Regions from separate parts of the Oryctolagus cuniculus genome. Here all the other regions are linked to region 1. The links are chromatin contacts, called in public Hi-C and Micro-C maps. All regions are on one chromosome and are shown on one strand. Each heading gives the region's core, a stretch centred on a gene start, on an enhancer-like site or on the middle of the called end of the contact. The rest is flanking DNA. Distances are from core to core; before and after follow the strand shown.

The links. Hi-C and Micro-C count contacts between places; a contact is called where the count stands out from the background.
Region 2: a Micro-C map of ear pinna shows a contact between it and region 1, with 5 times the contacts expected there. The contact joins the promoter of MEOX2 here to the enhancer-like site in region 1. A contact is called at or near these places in 3 of 6 Hi-C or Micro-C datasets (ear pinna, psoas muscle and skin fibroblasts).
Region 3: a contact with region 1 is called in a Hi-C map of an unstated tissue, with 2.0 times the contacts expected there. The contact joins two enhancer-like sites. A contact is called at or near these places in 2 of 6 Hi-C or Micro-C datasets (psoas muscle and an unstated tissue).

Annotation. Positions count from the first base shown.
Region 1 is chr16:7,700,649-7,704,191 of mOryCun1.1, forward strand. It overlaps LOC138845847 (a long non-coding RNA gene), which reads right to left. Exons shown (of 2, transcript XR_011383048.1): 2 at 1-2,531. Among named protein-coding and RNA genes, the nearest start is that of CRPPA, 360 kb to the right of the region's middle. Within about 2 kb of position 1,828, at least 3 of the 8 cell types and tissues checked have an H3K27ac peak or open chromatin away from gene starts, as enhancers often do. A contact at or near this core is called in ear pinna, where this site is marked.
Region 2 is chr16:7,290,850-7,294,392 of mOryCun1.1, forward strand. MEOX2 (mesenchyme homeobox 2) reads right to left here and starts at 1,526. Exons shown (of 3, transcript XM_002720835.5): 1 at 725-1,526. The coding sequence starts at 1,238.
Region 3 is chr16:7,397,609-7,401,151 of mOryCun1.1, forward strand. No RefSeq gene overlaps it. Among named protein-coding and RNA genes, the nearest start is that of MEOX2, 110 kb to the left of the region's middle. Within about 2 kb of position 1,748, at least 2 of the 8 cell types and tissues checked have an H3K27ac peak or open chromatin away from gene starts, as enhancers often do.

The DNA.
Region 1 (3,543 bases), core at 578-3,077:
AGTACAGAATTGTACTAAAGTTTTTATTAATAGCCCAGTTTTGGGGCTGGCACTGTGGTGAAGTGAATTAAAGCCATTGCCTGCAGTGCTGCCATCCCATGTGGGTGCCAGTTATAATCCCAGCTGCTCCACTTTCTCCACTTTCAATCCAGCTCCCTGCTAATGCACCTGGGAAAGCAGTGGAGGTTGGCCCAAATCCTTGGGCCCCTGCAACCATGTGGGAGACCCAGAAGAAGCTTCTGTCTCCTGGCTTCAGATTGGACCAGCTCTGGCCATTGCAGCCATTTGGGAAGTGAACCAGCAGATGGAAGACTCTCTCTCTCTCTCTCTCTCTCTCTCTTTCTCTCTCTTTCTCTCTCTTTCTCTCTCTTTCTCTGTAACTCTTCCAAATACATAAAAATTAATCTTTCAAAAAATCTCAGTTTTGATTTTCTTATTTCCAGACTCATTGCACAATTTTTTATCTTGTCTTTATATTATCTATAGCTCTGTTTTATCAGAACTGAATGAATCTTGGGCTTTGTATTATTTTCACACCATGTAAAGAGAGATGAGGAAATAATTCCCCAGTCTCGGCCTTGCACAAAGGAAGGCTCAGTTAGGGAGCACTGCCAACCTCCAGATAAAATCTGTTTATAGGTTAGGAGTGCTTGCCATCCCTGCAGATCAGATGTCCACAAACACATTGCTGTATCGCCTCCTCTGACAGCTGCTGACTTAGGGGCGGTGACTTCACATCATCTCCCAGCTCACTGGATTTGCTCAAACGTCCCATTCTCAAGCAAAGAGCAGGTTTTCAAAATTCTACCTGAACCTGCCCTGGGAGCAGCACGCTCTCATGTTCAGGGGCAGCACGTGGCTGATGAAGTATTTGGTCTAATCTCGCAAGCATCCCGAAGCACCTGCGGGCGTGGAGGCAGAAACACACTTGCGCAATGGTGTGTGTGGTGCTGATCTGTCCACAGCTTATGCACCACTCACACTGGCCTGTGTGCTGTGCCTTCAACATACCACGTGTGATCCTGCTTCAAGATCTTTTTATTTCCTTGTCCTCAACTGGAGATAGAAAGATGGTTTGCCTCTTCCACAACTGCGTGCTCAGACGTCGCTTTCTTAGTGAGATGTCATCGGGGCACTCGATTTAAAGTTACAACTCTGCCCTCCCAGCACTCCACAGCCTTATCTGTTTCTCCCTTCTCTGTCACACTCACCACCTTCTCCTGGTTTCTAGATTAACTGCCTCTTATTATTCTTGAACACCAATATGCACGACACTCCAAGATGCTCGAAAAAAACATTTTTAATAAATGAATGAATTTAAAGATGATGTAACTGATGTCAGCTTATTATCTGGATATAAAGTTCAATGTGTCATTTTTTCAGCATAAGGCTGAAAGCTCTGTGTTCTTTCTAATATCCAATTGCTGGGGTTCCCCCTCCCCCAACAGATTTTTTAGCAACCCCCATGTCCAAGTATTAACATCTCACTGACCTTCTTTGTCAATTCTTGTTTGACATTTCCTAGCTCCACAAAGAGGGGTTTTCCAAGACAAAAAAAAAAAAAGAAAGAAAAAAGAAAAATCTCACAAATAAAAAAAAATTGGCCCTGCTGCAAGGATGAAGGGAAAGTGCCCCCAAGAGATCACGTAGACAAAAGGCAAGAAGAGCAGGGGCCGGGGCTGGAGGAGAGAAAGCCCAGGGCCCAAGGAGTTCCCTGCTCCTCTCCCCAGATGAAGTCTCTGGTCGGAGCCGGTCCACCCCACTCAGAGGGCCACTAGGATCCATGGCTGCTAGCCAGTGCTGTGCTGAACTCCCCAGCATACTGTGTCCTGAGCAGATGTCCGCAGGGAAGGGATGATTTCAGAAGATGGATCTGCCCCCGATGATTTCTCCTCTGGCCTTGGCTGGGGGACTTTTTCCATCTCCCCTAGTTTTTTTTTTTTTTTTCAGTCTAGATTTTTATGAGTTCTGAACAAGAGTATTTTAGATGTCCCTAGTAGCTGAGATCCAGTCTTAGACAAAAGTCCTCTAAGACTGAAATATAAATAGAGAAGCCTTCAGGATGACATCATGCTGTATGCACACCAGAAGTGACCACAAATAACCTACAATAACCTTTAAAATTAGTTTTTTCCTGACTTCATAAAACAATATTTTATTTGGCAGGCATATATTGGCAAGCTTCTTCAAGAGCTCTATTTGTTTTCTGTATCCAGGAAGACACAACCACTGTTTTCACATAGGTTTCCTTCTCTGCTGTGGTTTTGCCATTTTCTGCTTCTTTATGAGTGGCTGCTGCAGAATGTTTTTCTTGGGGACGTTTATTAAGAGCAGAAGGATATGAATGAACAACCATCCTTATAACAATGCAGGGCGGGTTTCTCCTTACCTTTCTCCCAAGTTCCAGGGACAGCAGTGGAACCGATCCACCACAACCAACTCGCTCTGTCCTGGGTTCTCTAATGTGTGGCTGGAGAACATATCTGAGAGTCCATTGAAGGAATTTGGTCCACTTGTCCTTTGATGCATTCCTTACATTCAAGATTAGACAGAGAATATAGCACCATGACACAGCTTGAAAAGAGGGTAAATCTCTTCCAGGCCAAAAAAAATTAAGCTCTAGCTTTGACAACACGGTCCCCTTAGAAAATAAAAGTGATATATTTTTTTCTAAGTATGCTACTGTATTAGAAAATGCTTTCTGGGAAGGAGGCAGGAGAGTGGAAAAGGAAGGAGGGAGGGAGAGTAGGTTGGGGAGGATGGAAAGTATCATTTTGTTCTCAAAACTGAATATATGCACTTCATGATATTTGCTTTCTTTGCATAAATAAGTACATAAAAATCCTTTTCCGAATCTAAGTTCCCACCCCTCGGTTTTTCAAAATCCTCTGCCATTTCCTAGAAGACGAAGAGGAGGGAGTATAAAATCTTCTCAAAGGCAATAAAAACAAAAATAAATATTTCTCAAATAAACAGCACTTCCAGCCTGTGCCACCGTATTTCATTTTCTTCTTTCTACCCCTGCTCACCATCTTCTCTCACACAGGCAGAGAGGAAGGTTCCAATAGTTAACCTTGTACTGTTGACCCAACCAAAATTAACTGGCTATGTAACAATTTAGTTGTCCATATAAAAACAGGAAGAGAGATTTCCCCAAGTAACCTTTATTCACCATGAGAAAAACAGCTGGCGCTCTCTCTCTCTCTTTCTCTCTAGCTGTGGCTCTCTCTCTTGCTCTCTCTCTCTATGTAAGCCCAGGGGGCATGGATGAAAGCATGTATGCTTTTTATCTCTTCTCTTGCAAATGGGTGGCTTTTCCAGTGGAAGTGTGCCAGTGCATAAGAAAGTCTCGTCAAAATATTTAAAATTCTATCTTTATAAGATGAGGTCGTTGAAGCAAAGCTTTCTCACCCCTGTTATGCGCAAAAAAAAAAAAAAAATCACGGCAAAATAACCATGGAAACCTACACCTCTTCCTCCTAGGAAAGGAGGGAGCGATTAATAAGAAACACTGCCCTTCCAACAACACAAATCCGAGCCTGA
Region 2 (3,543 bases), core at 276-2,775, 410 kb before region 1:
TAACAATCGTCTTTCTCCAATACTTTTCGTCATCTATTTGTTTAAAAATTTCTGACATGCTCCTTAAAAAAAAAAAAAAAAAAAAAAAAAAAACTTCTTAGACACTATCTTCCTTTCCCAAGAAAGGGAAGCATTTACCATTTAGAATAGGTTGCTATTTAAGGAATCCTGAAATCCAGAATAAATAAATAAATAACCTAAAACTTTTTTTTTTTCTCATACGCTCTGCCAAGTTCCATTCCAAGGTTCCAAATATTGTGCAACGATTTGGAAAGCCAGTTAACGATGGGAAAAAGCGAGCCATTCGGAGTCGGGAACATGCGAGGCAGAAGTCCGGGAGCCGCACCCGCACGCCCGCCCCACGGACACGCATCCCCAGGCGCACGCCCCTCCCGGCGCCGCGCCCGGCCGTCACGCCGCGCAATCGATTTCACAAACTGTCACTCGCTCCCCTTTGGTCTCAAACTTCTGGAGAAGTAGTTTGGGACCTTGGGAAGCCTAGAGCTGCCGCTGCTGGCTGCGTGTAGGTTGCGCACAAGGGTAACACTCCCCTCGCCCCCCCAAGTAACTGGGACCACAGCCGCATCTCCCAAACCTGCGCGGGCTGGACACTGCCCCAGCTTTTGCTGTGCCCCGCTGCAGCCTCCAGCGCTTGCAAACTGCCGCCCTGGCCCGACCCAGCTGCGTCTGCACTCCGGCCGAGGGTCCTTGGCGCGCACCTTACCTGAGCTGTCGCTTTTCCTCTTGCCCCCGCTTCGCTTCTCCACCTCCGCGGGTGACAGCGTCTGACGACCGTAGTCCCCCGGCGCGCAAGCGGCCCCAGTCGGGGTGCTGGAGCCCAGGCTGGAGGAGTTGGAGCACAGGACCGGCGGGCTGCTGCCCAGTTCCGGGGGCCCTCCGGAGTCCGGCTGCAGGCAGAGGCTGTGGCGCGCCGCGCTGGGCGGGGAGGACATCTGCGGGAGGTGCCAGTTGGTTTGCAGCGCCTGGTGCTGTTGCTGCTGGTGGTGGTGGTGGTGGTGATGGTGGTGGTGGTGGTGGCCCCGGTGGTGCTGGCTGGCGAACATGCCCTCTTCGTTGGGGTATCCCGCGATGATGCACGAGGACGACGAAGTGGAGAGCTCCGGGTAGGACATGTGGTCGGATCTCCCGTGCAGGGCGAGCGACGACTGAGAGAACGGGTGCAAGCCTTGCGCCGTGGCGTGCGGGCTGCGCAGGCAGCCAAAGAGCGGGTGTTCCATAGCATGCAAGTCGCGGGCTCCAGGCGGGAAGACTTCAAGACGACCGCACCAACGCTGGCACCACCAGCCTGCGGGCGCTTCTCCGTGGCAATCGTGTGGCTTCCCCCGCACCCTACGCCGCCCCTGTGTCCCCAGGCCAGAGCCGCGCGGGCTTTCCGGCAGCGCTCGTGTAATCCCTGTCCTAAACCCTCGGGCCGGTCTCCTTCACATATAAACACTGGGACCCAGAGGAGCTTCCCTCCGAGCGACTCGGATGTCAAGAGTGGGAGCGGTCGAAGCCAAAAGAAGGTGGTCCCAGAGAACTATACGCCTGGGGGGTGGGGTGGGGGGGGGAGGAAGGGCTCTGGGAGGTTATAAATAGAGTGTAACGTGAGCCGGGGGCTGGCTTAGGAGCCTGGCGCTGACCACATGCGAGCTCCTCCAGCGCGCCCGCTCAGTCTGCGCCCCGCGCTCCCAGCCCCGCTTCCCACTGCCGGCTGGACAGTCCTTCCGCGTGTCCCCGCCCGCCCGGCCCTGCCAGCAGCCCCGGGCTGCAAGCCGCGCACCAGGCGCCGGGATCCCGCCAGTCCCGGCTCCGCACCCACCCCCCAGCCCCTACCCGCGCACCATGACTTGTCAGTGCCATTTGGAAACTGTCACCCGCAGGAAAGCTTAGGGGTGCGCCCAACCCCTGGGGGAGTGAGCGCGGCTGAAAAGGGCAGAGCAGAGCCAAGTCTAGCGCACGCTGCGAGAAGTTTCTCAGACTTCGCTCGCTGCGTGCGCCCCGGGGCACAAGGCGCGCCCGGCTTTTTGCCGCCGAGGTGTGTGCGCCGGCCGGGCACCGGGCTCTGGGGTAGGGTCCAGGTGCGGAGTTGCGCAGCGCGACCCGCAAGTGGGCAGCGCTCGAGACCGAATGGACCGGGACTGGGTGCGGTGAGCCGGCGGAAAGTGCGCGGAAGCCCGCGCCCAGGCATCCCGACGTGAGCCGCCTACTGGTGCCCTGCCTTGGCGTCCCGCCCCCTGACCGTCACAGCGAAACTGGTCCCACTCCATTTCCCAGCCACCAGTCCATCTAGAGCAAGCTGTCCTGGGCCGGGAAGATTCTGAAGAGAGTTTGTCCCTGTCACATGCCACGTGCGGATTTGCACGCGTGCTCCCAGCCTCGCCCCCTCCTCCCCCAGGAGGCAACCCAGGGCCCTTGATTTTCCTCCAGAACCCCACCGCCTCTCTCCCGCTCCCACACAAACCAGCTCCTTCCACACACTCCTCCTCACTGCGCTATGGTGCCACTGATTGGGAAACCGAACACTCTGATGCGTGCCATCGGCGCTTGGGCGTTTCGGGTTTGCATCCCGCAAACAGGAAAGCATAAGTTTGGAGTCCCTGAGCGCATGCGGGCCGCTGGCTCTGTCCCGGGGGCGCACCGGGCCGCGGGGCAGCCGGCTCCCAGCTGGGCCGGTGCCGTCAGGAGCGCGCGTGCCCTCACTGCTCCCGGCCGTGCCACCAGCGGTGTTGCCCCGTTATTTTCATTGTCTCAGGTGTCCCGAGGATGGGGACCAGGTCTTTGAAGTTGTTCCTGAGATTAATGGGCACAGCAGACGGGGCTGGACATCTGGTTCGAATTAGGGGCGAGTACTGAGCCATCTCTGGGCGGTGTCCCCGACGGACGGGCAGGACCCTCGGGCCCCTGCCCGTCCCCGCGGTCCTTTGGAGGGGAGCCGCAGCGCCGCAGCTTGGCGAGAACCCTGGCATCCGCGGGAAAGATGGAATCCGTTTCCGCGGCCTGGAGGTGGGGTGCAGCGGGGGTTTGATGGGGAATTGGGAGACGTGTGAGCACTGCTGGCTTGAACGGAAATGGAGCCCTATTTGGAGGGAAATTAGTTTTGCAGACTTCGTTTAAAAAAAAAAAAAAAAACTAAAGCTTTTGTTGAGCGGCGGCTCAGCCTTCCAGTCTGGGTCTGAGCTGGAAGCGGCCGCACGCCGTGGACGGTAAGGTTTTCTGCGCCCGCGTTTCGGCATCTCCTGCGGTTCCAGACTTCCAGAGGGGGTCTTCTGCGGGTTGCACGTTTCTGGGGGTGTTCGCGCTCGCAGGGAGGCATCCAAGACTCAGAGCTTAATGATATTCCTTCCTGCCACTCCCTCCACTCTTGGGGCTTTATTAAAAAAATAATAATAGCAATAATAAAGGGGAGGTGGAGGGGGGTCTCTTCCTCCAAAACCTTCGGAATCTTCTTTGAATTTCCATTGTGTTGATGGCTCCACTGCGTGCTCCGGTAGGGAACTTGAAGTACAAAGAGCAACACAAACTACCCCCAACACCCTTAGC
Region 3 (3,543 bases), core at 498-2,997, 300 kb before region 1:
GCCCTTACTTTCCTGTGTATTTCTTTCAAGGAATAAATGCTAAAAACTTACCATGTCGCCTGGTTTATTCAAGCTGATATTCAGAATTCTTAGAATAGACAACAAGGACCATCAATTAGTATTAATTACTAATAAAGCTAGACTATATCATTCCCAGGATTGGGTTGTAAAGTTCTTCAAGCAGGAACATATAGGAAAGCCAGTTAGCTTGCTTTAAACTATTGGTATTTAAGAGAGAACCATAGCTACTTTGATTTTACAAATGCCACTAGGTGATAATTTCCCAGTCATTAAAATTAAGGAAAATTCTGGACATGTTAAACCTTATGTTAAACATAAAACCTCTCCTAAAAACATTTTAGAAGGGTCTAAAAAGTGCCCCAATTGACAAATCGGAGATCTCTTTGTACACATTATGAGCTGGAAGGAGCGTGGAAGGTGCAGGGGAGGGTTGTAGGGCAAAGCTGCAGGTGTGTTTTGCTCCTGCTCTGCTCCTGGACAGGCATAGTCTCATTGAATTGCTGAGTGTTTTTTGCATGTCCTGTAACACACGTTAGACATCTTACAGGAAGAGGCAGGTGTAAGCACAGACAGAGAGTGGAACTGACCAACTTCACAGTCTAAGGTGATATGAATGTGCATCCAAGAACCATCCAGAACTCTCACTCCAGAAGGCACTGACCTCAGGGAATTCACATCTCACTGCATTATCCAGCATCTGGGAAGGAGATTCTAATAGTTTATTGGAATTTTCCCTCTCAAAGGGAAAATACCTCTAGATTATATAGATTGAATTTCTCTTTTCCACAACAAAGTGCATGCCTCTAATAGCCAAAGGGAAAATATTCTCTTCTGTAGCCATCAGTTTCAAAGACTTGCTTGAACAGTCTAAGGGAGGGTATATGTATCCTCCAGGATTACTTCTGGGCTCCTGGGACAATACTTTATACAGCCCCCACTTTTCTGAGCCCTGTTCGTCAAATAGCAACAGATCCTGGAGGGCAGCTGGGTGAAGGACTCATCAACCATGGTGCTTTGAGCTTAACCTTTGGAAGTCAAGGCAGCCACTGGTGCCTCTGCATGCATCCTGCTGTGTGTTCAAAGATCTGTGCACCATGGTTAATGAGTGCAACAGTAAATTGTTCTGATATTCTTGCTTCCATTTTTCACATTGCACTCAGAAACACAAGCCTAAAATAAACAAATTGTGGAATGGGGCCATGCAAGTCTCTTCTTTTGCTAAGGCTGTGCTCCAAAAACACTTTCTCCCTTCTTAAAGAGCCTAGGATTTTCCAGCTAAACTTCAAAATGGACTTTTTCTGTGCCCATTCCCGACATATTTTGTTCTTCATCCAAACTGGTTTTTTCCCTGCTTTTCATGTTATTGTAAAAGAGACTTCATTGTGCCCTAGTGCATATGTTAGAGTATAAAATAAAAGGAGACTAAACTTGGAAACAGAAAGGTCAGCAAGTCTAACTAAAAAAAAAAAAAAAAAACTTAAGTAGGTCAAAAGATTCCAAAGGGAAAGAATATGGAAGAATATGGCTGAAATATAAGCAGCCACTTGACCTCAGGATCAAATAAGGAACAAATCGAAGGCTTGGACACACTTATGAAGGCAGATAATTTGAAAAATGTAATCCTCAACTAAACTAAAAAAACATCCAAGGAAGGCAGCACTTGAGTCCAAGGGGAGGAATCCCTCGGGAACTTCTGGAGGGAGAGACTCTGTTACAACATTTTCCTGGCCTGAGAGCTGAGTTAGGAGGAAGCGGACAGAACTCAGCCCCAAAGCCAGATTTCAGGCTCAACTGGTTGGGCTGCCAGGACATCCTACACACCGGACAAGGGCAGGGAAGCCAAGACTACCCACATTCCCAAGCTTCCAGATGAAGGGAACCTCAAGGGGGTGCTTGATTTATGAGGAATAGCTGCCCTGATGCATTTAAGAAAGGGAACCTTGTCCAACACTCTCACCTGGGATTGAGGACTCTGGAAAACAGGGTGGGGGGAGGAAACAGATTAAATTCCTCCTTGGCTAAAATAGTAGAAGTCCTGGGAAAGAGCCTAAGACTAGAGTAACAGTATTAGCCAGCAGTTATGGAACCCTTAACTGTTTGCCACGCTGTGGTTTTGCACACGGAATCCCTTCTATGCTCCCTTAAATCCTGTGAGGCATAAGTCACTATTGCATCAGTTTTTGTCAATGAGGAAGAAGCTTGGGCCATGTTGGCTAATCCATCAATGAGTATGCTATAAGCATGCAATGGACAGTACAGACAGGATTCAAACCCAGGCCTTCCTGACCTAGGGCCTGCATTCTGGGCCACCTAGGGTGTTAGGTGGATGAGCCCATGCAATAAGGATAGTCATGAATTGAGAAGCAAATGCAGTATGCTTATGATTTATAGGGTATACCACTTAAATGAATGAATCTCACCAGACAAAGATTTCAGAGAAGGCGACTTGCAACTATACAACAATAACAGCAAACAGGAAAACTACTATATTTAGACGGCTCTAAAATTTTGAATTTCTATGAATGGGGCCCACTCCTTTATTAACTTATTATTCCAATTTATTGATCTTAAAATAGTACCATTAAGATTTAAAATTGTGACTATAATGTTACTTCCTGTGCTATTGCTATTTGCATTCAGACTTTCTCCCTTTTAACACAATGCTCAGTTCAGTGGTTAACATAAAATATGCACTCAATAAGTATTTTTTAAATAATGAGGTAGGTTGTATTTCCCTCATTTTACAGATGTGACAACTGACACTCACAGAAAACTTACCAAATGACCACAAGACCTCATGTAGGATTCAAATGTATTTTTTTTACTTCAAAACCCATACATTTGGTACAATATCAAAAGCCACAAAATTACAAAATTATGTTGTTATAGAAATGAAGAAAGTGACTTGAAAGGAGATTGCACTTGAGCAGGGTCTTAAATAATGAGCAAAAGCATTCACGGAACAAAAATTGATTTTATATGGGGATGTGGAAGAGGGTAAAGGAAACTATTTTCGGCCACTGCTTCCAAATTTGTTCACATTGTGACACATATAACAATATTTATGGCTCACTTTGGGAAATGGGGAAACAATTTAGCTAGCGGTAACATTCCTGAGTTCTGTGGCCACCCCTGGCTCTGACCAGCTACCTCATGAGCTAAGGGACCCATATCTTATCACACCTTTAGTCATGGGCTGAATAAAAATGTTCGGGATTTACCTGTTGAAAACCTGTGTATATAAGATACCATGCAAAAATATAGGTTTCAGGAAATGCGTAAAATATGTTAGAAACTGAGAAATTTAGTTTGGTTTGGAAAATATGGTAGGAGACATGATTGGAAAAGTAATTTAGTATCAAATTCTGAAGTTTCTTGTATTTAATACACTGAAATTGTAAAATTACATTAACTATGTAAAATATAATAATGTTAGGATTTTCCTTTCTCAACATTTTCTTCAATATCATTTTGTTCGTTTAAAGTTATATTTCTAACTTTGGGTTCCTTTCTGTGATGTGT